Regions from separate parts of the Zea mays genome. Here region 2 is linked to region 1. The links are chromatin contacts, called in public Hi-C maps. All regions are on one chromosome and are shown on one strand. Each heading gives the region's core, a stretch centred on a gene start, on an enhancer-like site or on the middle of the called end of the contact. The rest is flanking DNA. Distances are from core to core; before and after follow the strand shown.

Evidence for each region. Hi-C and Micro-C count contacts between places; a contact is called where the count stands out from the background.
Region 2: a contact with region 1 is called in a Hi-C map of leaf, with 5 times the contacts expected there. The contact joins the promoter of LOC100281870 here to the enhancer-like site in region 1. A contact is called at or near these places in 4 of 25 Hi-C or Micro-C datasets (ear and leaf).

What each region holds. Positions count from the first base shown.
Region 1 is chr10:143,510,392-143,516,390 of Zm-B73-REFERENCE-NAM-5.0, reverse strand. LOC103642035 (calcium-transporting ATPase 5, plasma membrane-type) reads left to right here. Exons shown (of 34, transcript XM_008665346.2): 25 at 1-49; 26 at 211-309; 27 at 383-520; 28 at 739-839; 29 at 1,372-1,417; 30 at 1,493-1,627; 31 at 1,751-1,858; 32 at 1,949-2,040; 33 at 2,145-2,242; 34 at 2,378-2,704. The coding sequence ends at 2,430. Among protein-coding and RNA genes, the nearest start is that of LOC100501518, 4.5 kb to the right of the region's middle. Within about 2 kb of position 4,015, at least 18 of the 20 cell types and tissues checked have an H3K27ac peak or open chromatin away from gene starts, as enhancers often do. A contact at or near this core is called in ear and leaf, where this site is marked.
Region 2 is chr10:143,585,995-143,591,770 of Zm-B73-REFERENCE-NAM-5.0, reverse strand. LOC100281870 (60S ribosomal protein L7-like) reads right to left here and starts at 1,544. Exons shown (of 7, transcript NM_001374448.1): 1 at 1,443-1,544; 2 at 1,163-1,342; 3 at 530-627; 4 at 388-445; 5 at 217-296. The coding sequence starts at 1,342.

The sequences.
Region 1 (5,999 bases), core at 2,766-5,265:
TGTTGCTGTTACTGGAGATGGCACAAATGATGCCCCAGCACTGCATGAGGTTTGTGGACTGTAGTCTCTATGAATTTTTAATTACTTTGAAACCAGCCTCGTTTTGGACATGAACTTTCTAGTTCCTAATATGTAATTTAAACAAGCATCTTTCCATAGATGTTCAAGAAACATCTTTTGTTAGTACTTGAGAAACTCTGAAACTTGCAGGCAGATATTGGTCTATCAATGGGGATTCAGGGAACTGAAGTTGCTAAGGAGAGTTCTGATATTATTATCTTGGATGACAATTTTGCCTCGGTCGTGAGGGTACGTTAACTGCTTTATCTTTTCTTGTTAGCCTTGTGCTACTGTAGTTTATGGTGTTTGTTTTTGGCTTCAGGTTGTCAGGTGGGGCCGATCGGTGTATGCAAACATACAAAAGTTTATACAGTTCCAACTAACAGTCAACGTCGCAGCTCTGATAATCAATGTAGTTGCTGCCGTCAGTTCCGGAAACGTGCCATTGAATGCTGTTCAGGTTTGAGTACAGATCCTTTTCTATTATGAAATATGTATTTGCCCACAGAGATCTATTGGACGTTGCATTATATCATCATTTGATTTGTAAAAAATTGCAAGATACTACAGAGTTTTCTTCAGTCCTGTGCATGTTCAGATAGTATTTCTAAAAAGATGTGAAGATGTAGTCTCTGTAGTGTTGGGTAAAATTCTAATTTTTGCTCCCTTGTCTGGCAGTTGTTGTGGGTTAACCTAATTATGGACACTTTGGGTGCCCTTGCATTGGCGACAGAACCACCTACAAACCATCTTATGGAGAGACCCCCAGTAGGGAGAAGGTTTGTTCTTGTGCACGTGCTATATTTGCTCACCTAGTATCTTATAGAGAGACCCCAGTAGGGAGAAGGTATCTGATTGGCAAATATTATGGACATGGCAGTGAATCGCCATCTGTCTTCTAGCATTGTTGAAACTGAATATGTTCAGTAATTGTACACATTGCTTTCTCTTATCACAAATACATTGGGACATTGACATTGACATGACCTGTAATACAGTATTTAGCAATCTATATAATATAAATTTTAAATAGGAAAATGAAAGTATTTTTCATGATGATCTGCTAGCATCAATCTTGTGTTGCCAATCTATGTTTTCTAATTATTGAAAATTAATAAAGTTTGACTAATGAAAAACTCAAATGGACCTACATTTTTGTGATGAGAGTAAGTATTTTGCAATAAATTGTAAATATAAGATTGTTGAGAATTTTAGCTGCAGCAAATTTATGTCAGTATTTATCTCTGTTGCTTTGAAGTGTCAAAAATATTTATGTTAGCAGCGCTAAATGGTTTCTCATCATCTTTTCAGGGAGCCATTGGTAACAAATATCATGTGGAGAAACTTGATTATCATGGTATGCTACAGGTGCCGCTTTATTTTGTGTTTCTTAATATGGATCTTCCTACTAAACACTTGGTTCTTTGTTCAGGCTACGTTTCAAGTTTCAGTCCTCCTTAGTCTCAACTTCAAGGGGATAAGCCTCCTGCAGTTGAAAAATGATGATCCAGCACATGCAGATAAAGTGAAAAATACCTTCATATTCAACACATTTGTTCTCTGCCAGGTTCTGCGTTTCAGCTTTTATGCTTATAAAAGAAGTTTCTGCCTTTTTTTTGTCTATTGTAACTCCGGGGCTTTATACAACAAATGCAGTAGTGGCCTGACATGTGCATTTTTGTCTTGTTAGGTGTTCAACGAATTCAATTCACGTAAACCAGATGAGCTGAATATATTCAAGGGCATTTCAGGGAACCATCTTTTTATTGGCATCATAGTAATAACAGTTATACTCCAGGTAGAATCTCTAGAATGGATCTCCTTTCTTAACCAAGATAAATTGATTTAGGTGTACTGTTTTCACACTTTTGTTTCTGTTTATGTTTAGGCGCTTATCGTTGAGTTCCTCGGCAAGTTTGCCTCAACAGTTAGGCTAAGTTGGCAGCTGTGGTTGGTATCGATAGGTCTTGCTTTCTTCAGGTAAGATTTTCATATGCTTGCTGATGAAATAGAGTAGCTCTTGGTAGATTGGTGACATGTTTGTTCCCACTATCGCGCCTGATCATTCTCATATTGCTCTGCAGCTGGCCACTGGCATTCGTGGGAAAGCTTATTCCTATTCCTAAACGTCCATTAGGAGAATTCTTTGCGTGCTGCTGTAACTGTAAGGGGAGCAAACAAGGTATCCATTGCGCTGCAAAACCTTCATTGCTTGTCGATTCATGTAGAGTGAGTGGGGAGTGATCAAATCTGCAAAAGCATCTTTTGCCTCTTTCACAGTTTTTATTGCACATCCCTGACAGCTCTGTTTGTGCAGGCCCTGATGACGCAACCTCTAATGGTAAGGAAGACAACAAGCTTGAGCCATGAGATATCGCAAGGTTTGGTGGCTGGCAACGATGGCCTTCTGCTGTTTCTTGCCAGGGTTTGACGTGTTGGATTTGTAATTGCCCCTGATTGCGATTGTATATATATATACACACACGGGTTGCTCCTAGGATCTGTTATACGGGCAACATCAATTTCATAATCATAGAGATTTTCCTCTTAGTCTTCATTTACCGAGTTCATTGCGAATATGATTAAACTTGTCTTGTCTGAATCTGAATCTATAACGAGAGTTGGGCTATGGTACCCTTCTGGAGCTGACCATGAGTAGGATGTCCTGAGATCTTGGACATCCTGTGATGAAAGTCTGGGAAGATTTTAGGGCCGGTTTTAGGTTGGCTTCAAAGCTTGAGCTGACCTCAATTGTCTATTAAGGAGAGTAGCATTTACGAGTCTAGTGATGAATTTATTTGGTCTATAAACTGGTTAGAAGACAATCTGTAATTTGTAGTCTCCTGACATCCAATAGAATTCAGGAGTGGTGTACCGACTCTGCCTCTCGTTCTCAACCTCCATGACTCCAAAAATCTAACCAATCTTTTGACTAGTATATATATAGGCGGTTCACAGCATATATCCAATATACTAGTAACCGGTAACCGCGTCACAGACACGCCTTTCCTAGTACCACACTAACCGACGACCCAAAGCACAGCGGCGAGTCAACAGCACACGCTGGGCCGCTGGCACCCTCGTTCCATTTGATATCCACCGTCCAACTGTCAACGCAAACAGTTGAGCCTCACGTCACATCACATCAGTGCGGGTGGCGTTTGACCCGAAGCGAATCAAACACGGACGATCCGAATCCCCGAGGAGAACATGGGGGCGTTGGCGCGTTGCATTGGCCAAGCACCCAGCAGGCGCTAGAAAAAAAAATAGAGAGAGCAGTGGCTGCGATCTGTTCCACACCCCCTCGATCCTGATAATTAGTAGACAGTAGTACTACCAAAAAAAATGATCCCAGGCACAGAAATCAGCTCCATTTTGGTCGCGTCGTGTGTCCGGCATATCTGTTTATAATTAGTACGTACGTTGAAGCATGATCACAGAGAGAGAGAGAGCTTTAGGAATGATTCCCGGTGTGGAAACCAACGGACAGCTTCTTCCTTGGCCGCGTCGCTAGGCACCAAACGAATGGTGATTAGTCAAATCATGCGGCTCTACACTAGACTAGATAGTTAGGCGCACTGAGGTTAAACTAGTAGTAGTAGTACTAATCAAGCCTCACTCACTCACTCGCACTCTTTAGGGCGAGCTGGGGAAGGGGTTACCTGCATACGTAAACTCAGTCGAGACAAGAGAGACGACCAGAGCAAAAGGTCCATATATACACATACACATGTACTAGTACATAGTAGTGCTCATTTTTCCTGCTTGAACGGCGGACCCACGCTTTGAACATTGTTCATCTGTTGTTGCTGCGCGATTATATTTATGCCTGTCAAGGTCGTGGGGTGAGCTCATGCAATGCAAGAGAGGCACGCAAGACACTGCTACTCCCTGCTGATGCGACCAAGGGCCGGACCACAAGATGGGCCAGCGGCGCCACTGTCACATGTCAGCTCTCTGGCTCTGCAGCTCTGCTCCACCACACAGTGACGGTCGCTCTCTGCACGTACTGGTACTGCCACACAGTGCCAGAGCGAGACACAGGCAGCAATCGGGAAGCAAGCAAGCAAGCAAACGGACAGAATTGTTTAAAGACAGGCACTCGCAGTCTCGTGAGTAGCTTTAGGTCAGTGTCAGTCGCCCCATGATGGAACGGAACGCAGTGGAAGTCCAGTTGGACAGCTCAGCTCAGCTCGCCCGGAGGAAACCTCGCATCGGTTGATCCGATCAAGGCGGGGGCGGGGTTGTTGTGTCCCACCGTGAGATTTGCAGGGAATAAACAAATCGTGGGGGGAGGCTTCAGCTTCAGCTTCAGCGGATCAGCGGTGGGTTAGGCGGAAAGCATATGGGAGCAGGAAGATGCAAAGAATGTTGGAGTTGGAGGGAGGTGTCCAGCTCTCGCTAGTCGCTTCGGCGGACTCTGAACCCAAAGTCTCCCTCTCCCCTGCTGCGTGCACCGCCCACGACCGCTACATCAAACAAAAGTAACGGCGCTTTATTTTTTTTACTTTCACAGCCTAGCTATCTACTAGCTAGCTTGTAGCCAGGCAGGCAAAGTTGGCACACACACACACTCTCTCTCTATCTCGATAGAGTACTTTAACTCTGGCTCGGTGGCTCCATTGACCTGTGCGTTGGGGAGTGGGTGGTCATCATTTGATGATATATATATATATATTATATATGCAGGTCTATTGACTACTGCCCAGTGCCCACCGTGAAGAGAGAGAGAGAGAGAGAGAAAAAAGTAGTAGAAAATGGCGGGGGGAAGGAGACGTATACCAATCGGGCATGTGAGTGGATTAGATATATACGTAGTTGCTACTACCAGAAGGCTGCCCAAAACGACCTGCGAACTTATTGGTAGATGCTGGCGGAGCACTAGGACCGACCGTGACAACTACGCGGGAGGGAATTTTTTTTTTTTTTTTTTGCAGAACTGTAATTAACTCACCCGGTTGATTTAGTTACCGTAAGATAGGAAGAGTCCAGTTGAGAGTAATGACAACAACTGCTAGAACTAGAATAGGTTATTTTCTTTTTTATTTTTCAGGAGGTCCCGTTGCTAGCTTGAGTTCCCAGCCCAGCACAGTCTCACAGCGATCCCTGGGACTGGGAGACAGGAAAGTGGGTGGCAAGCAGGACTTTGGTGCCGACGCACCATCTCTCGGCGCCCGGCTTCGGTAGGTCAACGAAACGGAACGGGGCCGGACGCGACGCGAGGCCCGGCCCAACCAGGTCCCATACTCCCACCACCTCCGGAAAACAACAAAAGACACGCAGACGGGGGGGCGGGCAGCCCGAGGCGTTGAAAACTGGCCACCCCCCTCCGGCCCTCCCTCTGTAGTCTGTCTCTCTCGGGTCCTCGAGGCCAAAGGCGGGCAAAGCTGGGAAAAAAGGGAAGGTGAAACCGTGAAAGCACTCCTGCTCCGACTCCGATGATGGCAGAGATAGAGATATAGAGAGAGTGAAGCAGGCTGCGGTCAACTATGGGTGCAGTGCAGTGCAGGCAGAGCCCAGCCTGGAAAGCAACCCCCCTCACCTTTGACCACTGCGTCCCGTCCCATCCTCTCCAGTGGGCCCCGCTTGGGGGCAGGATAGCTAGAAAAAAATAATGACACAACCCGTAGACAGGCTAGGCTGGTGCGCCCCACTAGGCTTGACGCCTTGACCTCTGCACAGAAGGCAGGTCCCGTCCATTTATTGCGCTTTGTTTAAGCGGGACGATGAGCTGTCCCGCCCGCGGACAAGTGCGCCGCATTTATTAAAAAATAAACTCGGGGGTCAATGGTCCGTCCGTCCGTCGTCGAAACTGCTTTCCTAACCACGCCCGAGGATACGATTTCTACTACTACTCGTTTATTACTGCCACAGCCGCGACAGATCTGGATGGTCAGCAGACACGATCCCCGTCTGATTTCGAGCGCTACTACTATTTT
Region 2 (5,776 bases), core at 295-2,794, 78 kb before region 1:
TTTGAACAAGAACTGAAGTACTGAACATAGAAACTCACAGCCTTGATTAAGATTGCAATCTAAGTCCACATTTAGTATTTTAACACACTATTCTATTGTAAAAATTCACTCAAGCAACAAGTGCAACAGTATGATCTGCTTTCAACTCTGTATTTTCAATGGAGGATATATCAAAATAAGCGGCAACGGAAGAATTAAATCAGCTAGAAAACTTACCCATATGCAACATATGGCTCAACCCTGCGTAGCATGTTAATAGTCGCCTTGTTGACTTTGAGGAACACACCATTGAAGATCTAAAATAAACAAATGTTCAGTTTTACAAACAATCAGACAAAATTATAATAGCAGCAATGCAATTGTAAAAACAGACATCAGTGAACACACCTGCCTCAATCGCAGAAGCTGCAAGATCTTCCTGGTCTTAGGGTGCATGGCGTTAATACTGTAGTTTCAACAGAAATGGAAAACAGCATAAGCATACAAATTCATCCTCTGTAAAATACTGGCATATGAACCTGAGACTCACCCCCGGATGCGGACCACAAAGAGCAGCTTTGCTTCAGGACTGACATAGAAACCACCCTTCAAACGGGCCTCACGCTTAAGCTGCACCAGTTCCTTCTCCTGCTCCAAGCATCCCCATAAGCACACAGATAACACATCCGGGTTCTCTTTCATCAGGCATATGAAGAATGCCAACGACCCTAAATGCTAGATGGTCTACTGATAATAACATCATAGGCAACTATAATGACCAAAAATATTCTAGATTGCTTACAGTTGGGACGATCGTACTTGTCCAACGAATAGATTCTAAAATGATTGTGCTCGGACATCTTGCAACAAAAGCATTAACCACATGCGTTCCAAATGCACTAAGCAATATAACAGTTTGTTGTACACTAAGCAGAGCAGCTAACCGGTCCTACTGCTGCTACTTTGGCCAACACATTTCTTACTACTACAACCATTGACAGCAACCGATCATGTTACGTAGTAGCATTCGCATAACTCGCTCCGTATCAGCGTAAGGCCACGGCCCAACCCAATCAAACACAGATTCCACAGGCCATGAGGATGAAAACGGCATGCCGCACATAAGCCCTACCAACCACCCCGCACGAATAGTCTACAGGCAGGTTAGGAGCGGCGATCTGACCTGGGCATCGTATTCCTCGGCGTACTGCTTTGCGCGGGTGAAGATGAGCTTGCGGCTCTCGATGGACTTCTTCTTCTCGACTAGGGCCTTCTCCTTCTTCTCGGTGGCCCACTGTTCCTCGCGCTTCCGCTTGCGGAGCACAGACTCCGGCACCGCCACCTTCGACGCCACGGACGACATCTGCATGGCCACAGGCCAACCAACGCGCAGCTCCTCAGCCACAGATCCAAACGCGAAGTAAACAACGAGGGCGGCAATGGCGTGCGGCGCGCTGGCTTACCTTACCTGGGCGAGCTGCGTATGAGAGGGATACGCGGGGAGAGCGGCGAGCGGAGGTGGACGCAGGCGGCGCAGGGCGAGGGAAATGGGAAGAGCGGTTTATGTAGGAGGGGTTCGGTGGCTAGGGTTTGTGGAGGTGATCCGACGGATGGGGATTGTTTGGGCCCACGGCGTGGCGTGTGTTGGTGGGCTGGTGGAAACAGGTGAGCTTGAGTGGAGGCTATCGTGGGCCGTGAGATTGTTGGGTCCAGCGCTTCGTAAGTTCGGATCGTTTAACACGATTACACGAGTAGTGCCGGAGCGGACCGGAAAACAACGCTCTGCTTGGACCTGGACGTGCATGCACCGTGGGGTGTGGACGCCGTGCGGACTTACAAGTTACAACAACAACTGTCGTGGCCATTCTATTTCTGAATTCTGAGCATTCTCTCCGGAAAACTTGGGCTATGCTGAGCCTGAATGCCCATGGAGCATGGTTGCGTCGCTCTAAAATAAGGTCCACGAAGGATCATTTTCCATTTAATCGAAAGAAATGCATATAACTCTTACACTATCTCCTGACTACCTATCTCACTATCTATCTTAATCCCTATTTCAAACTTCATCTTATAAACAATATCATCTATAATAATCCATAATTCAAACTTCATTTTATAAACAGTATTATCTATAATACAAAACATTTATACGTTTTATTGAAGTTGGTCTAGGCCTTATTCGAAAATATTGTATTGTTTCTGGCTGAAAGTTCATTCCATCCGTAATTCTATTTACACAAGGATACAGAGATAATATTTTTCATTGGTAACACCTGCTATTTTAGGGGTGCAAAGAAAACCAGCTATGCAAACATCTGCTGAATATGAAGTGCGAATATAGCATACACACGCATTCTAATAGATATTCTAATAAACTGTTCAGAACCTTAATAAAAAGTCACAAAAGGTATTATAAAAACTAGATAGCGTGGTTTTTTCATGGCTAATTTATTTTTTAGTGGTGAAAAAAGTATTTGACAATTAAATTTTCTATGTGATCATCATATAATCAAACTATCGGAAATTATTATTATTATTATTATATATACTTTATTATTTATTCTATGAATATATCAAATTACAATTTCTAATTTACACTATAACAAGACATATAAAAAGGAGAAAAAATCACGAATATTTTCATTTTTTCATCTTTTAATTTTAAATGGTTTAGAATTAAATTTTGATATATTGACAGACAAATAATAAACTTATTATAAATTTTATAACCTTTGATAATATGATCGTACGACGATTAGACGAGAAGTTTAGTTGTACAACTGTTTATTACTTTTAGTGTAGTACTAATTACATAGGTTAGAAAAAACCTTCTTCACAGTTAAGATGAGCAACAGTATATTTTTTAAGTGTCAATGAACTTGGCCTGCAAAAGTCAAAGAGATGGCCCGGGAAGCAGCGTCAGGTTCAGGTATTCTGACTACGGTTTTAGGGCATGTACATCCTCGTTAAAGGAAGCCTATCTTAAGAGGTTTATAGGGATTAAGTATAAAAAAATAAAAGATAGAGTCTTGGTGAATAGTCTATGTCTTCACGATTTTCTATATTTATTATCTGTATTTTTATAGGTTTAGTTGTTTCTTGGATTTAGAAAACCATTGTCTCTAGTAAGGTTGTCATAGTTCACTTCTCGATCTGCCGGAATAACTTATATTGTGTGTTTGTTGTCATAGACTCATAATTTATCCCGCAGTCTTTCGATCTGTCACGTTTTGACTGAGGTATGGAGTTTGATCACTCGATAGTGCTAGACTGCCGCCAGCGCTACAGCAGCAGCAGCAGCAATGCCTTGCAGACATCCTTTTCAGGCCGTCCAATTTTAATCGCGTCGAGCCGTCGACGACCATCTCCCCCCGCCTCAGCTCGTCGCTGTCAGCAGAGACGATCCTCTCTGCCCATTTTAATTATTTGTATCATGCATGTGTAAGTGTAACGTCGATGCGCTCCTGTACTTTGTGTACTTCCGTGTCACCAACCAAGCTGGACACGTCACACGTACGACGACCATCTTTGACCCTTTGCATGCCAGAGATGGCACTGCCGGCCGCACGTCGCTGCTGCCACGTGCATCCGACGCGCGGTCGGCGTGCCGCGTGCGTGGCCAGCTCCATACGATCATCACGCATACACTAACGTGTCTGGCTAACCACTCGCGAGTCGCGACCTGTTATTAGCAGCCGATAATGCGCTAATAATAACGCGTGCTTCATGTAGTAGAGAAACCATGCTTACGGGCAAGACATTCTTATTTTAGCGTACAGTACAGTGGCCGGCCACAGCGACGATTCCGTGAGAAAGCCACAGCGGATAGCGTTTCACGTGTACTCTAGTCGACCCGGCCGCGACGACAAGTGCGACGCGTGTGTTCAGCAACCTCCGGAATCCACACCCACGTCATCACGAGATTGGTCCGGTTCATCAAGATCGAAGCTTCCCCAAGTAGTATTATTTTTTCTCTCGGCTGGGAGAAGGAATATATAAAAGTTGATGACGAACGATCTGCATTCTACAAGCGTCTCGAGAGTGCTGCTACCAGCGCATCGTCGCTTTGGACGTTCGGTCGATATGCTGATCTTGCTCTTGCCTTATTACGTGCGAAAAATTCCAACCGGCCCACCACCATCCCACGATCTTTTTTTTTTCAAAGTCGAACGATGCAATTCACTTGCCCGCCTTTTCTGTAGGTTGTATACACGTACTTACAATGCTTTTGAACGTGCGCTTAGTTTGGCTATGCTTTGTCTGTAAGTTTTGGCTACGCCTTTTCTTACCTCTGTTTTCCTACCGAAAAGGCTCTTCGGCTACGGCTCGTGGGGGTTCAGACTTGGGTGTCCTAGCTCCGTTCCAACCGCTTTCGAAAGCAGTTAGGCCTACTTCTTATTTGGAACTCCCGTCGTTTAAAAAGTGGACAGCACTTAAAAGTGGTTCTAAATTTAAGCTATTTTTCTACTTTTAAAAGCTTTGTCGTTTAAAAAAGGGATCTAGATTTTTTTTTTCAGATCTACCATAGAGTAGCTTCACTAATAAATCTAAAATAAACCTGAGATTTACTATAAAAAAGTACTGTAGATATGAATCTAAGATTTACTATAAAAAACACTATGGATAGATTAGAGGTGAAAGTTCCACGTATCATTTTGATAACTGAGATAATTAGTCGACTAAATTTCACTGCAGCGTTTTAATGAACTAGGTTAAGTCTACACCTAAGAGTGAACAGTAACTTTGAAAATAATCTTGGTGGCTATAAAGGATGAACAATAATAGTTGTGGATTATTACCAACAACAGTGATGGTTAGAAACGATAGTTTAATCCTTAACATGGAAAGACAAAAGAGTAAGAATGTGTTATAAGCAAATATATAAGTTACGCTGTTTTATTTTGCCGATCGAGACATAATAAAGTGTACAGTCAGATTTAGAATAGATAATTGTAATATTAAGATAGGAACTTAATTACACAATTTAACATCTAAGTGCCACTAGGTGTTGCCGTGTTGGAATCTAGATCTTGTAGATTTTATCCATTTAACTAACTTTTTTATGAAATAGAGCTATTTTTTATGAAAATGAGGCCGGTAAAACTATCTCGAATATACCCTTGACCAAACGACTTCTGCTCCGGTTCTTTTTACCGGTTGGACAAGGTAGAAGGGTTTAACACAACGGCCGCCGAAAGGAAAATGGAACATGACTTCGATGACAAAATGCATTCAAATCGGAACTAAGGATTTGGACATGGCATCAGACAAATGAAACGATGGAAGAAAATCGAAGGGAGGCATCAGTCCCTATATTACTCTAACTAGTAGCTAGTACAGTGCGTGTGGCGTGTTTTTCAACAAGTCGGACGATCTATCTTCTCCTGAAAATCAGTCTCAATTATTCTATGATGACGTGTCGATTGTTCACCTAAATTCTTAAACATATTGTTTGTTTGTCAATCTATATATTGGTCTAGGAAATGGTGTAGATCTCACGTGCTGATTAGTGCTTACCCTGCCCAAAGATTGGTCACCGATCCTGTATGATGTCCCTTTTATCCCTGCAATTTTATTTGGAAGATAAAAAATGCTAGTATTTTCTATAAGGCAGATATGAGTCGAACATCCATACTCGTGTTTGGTATTTCAGTTAATAGTTCTAAATTTATTCCTGATCAAACTGTATGTGTGCATGACTAGTATGGTTTCAAAATTATAAACAACAGCATATGATGAAACAGAGAAGCTAGAACAGATTATAGATGGGATAAAGCCGTTGTTTCTTTCCTTCCGA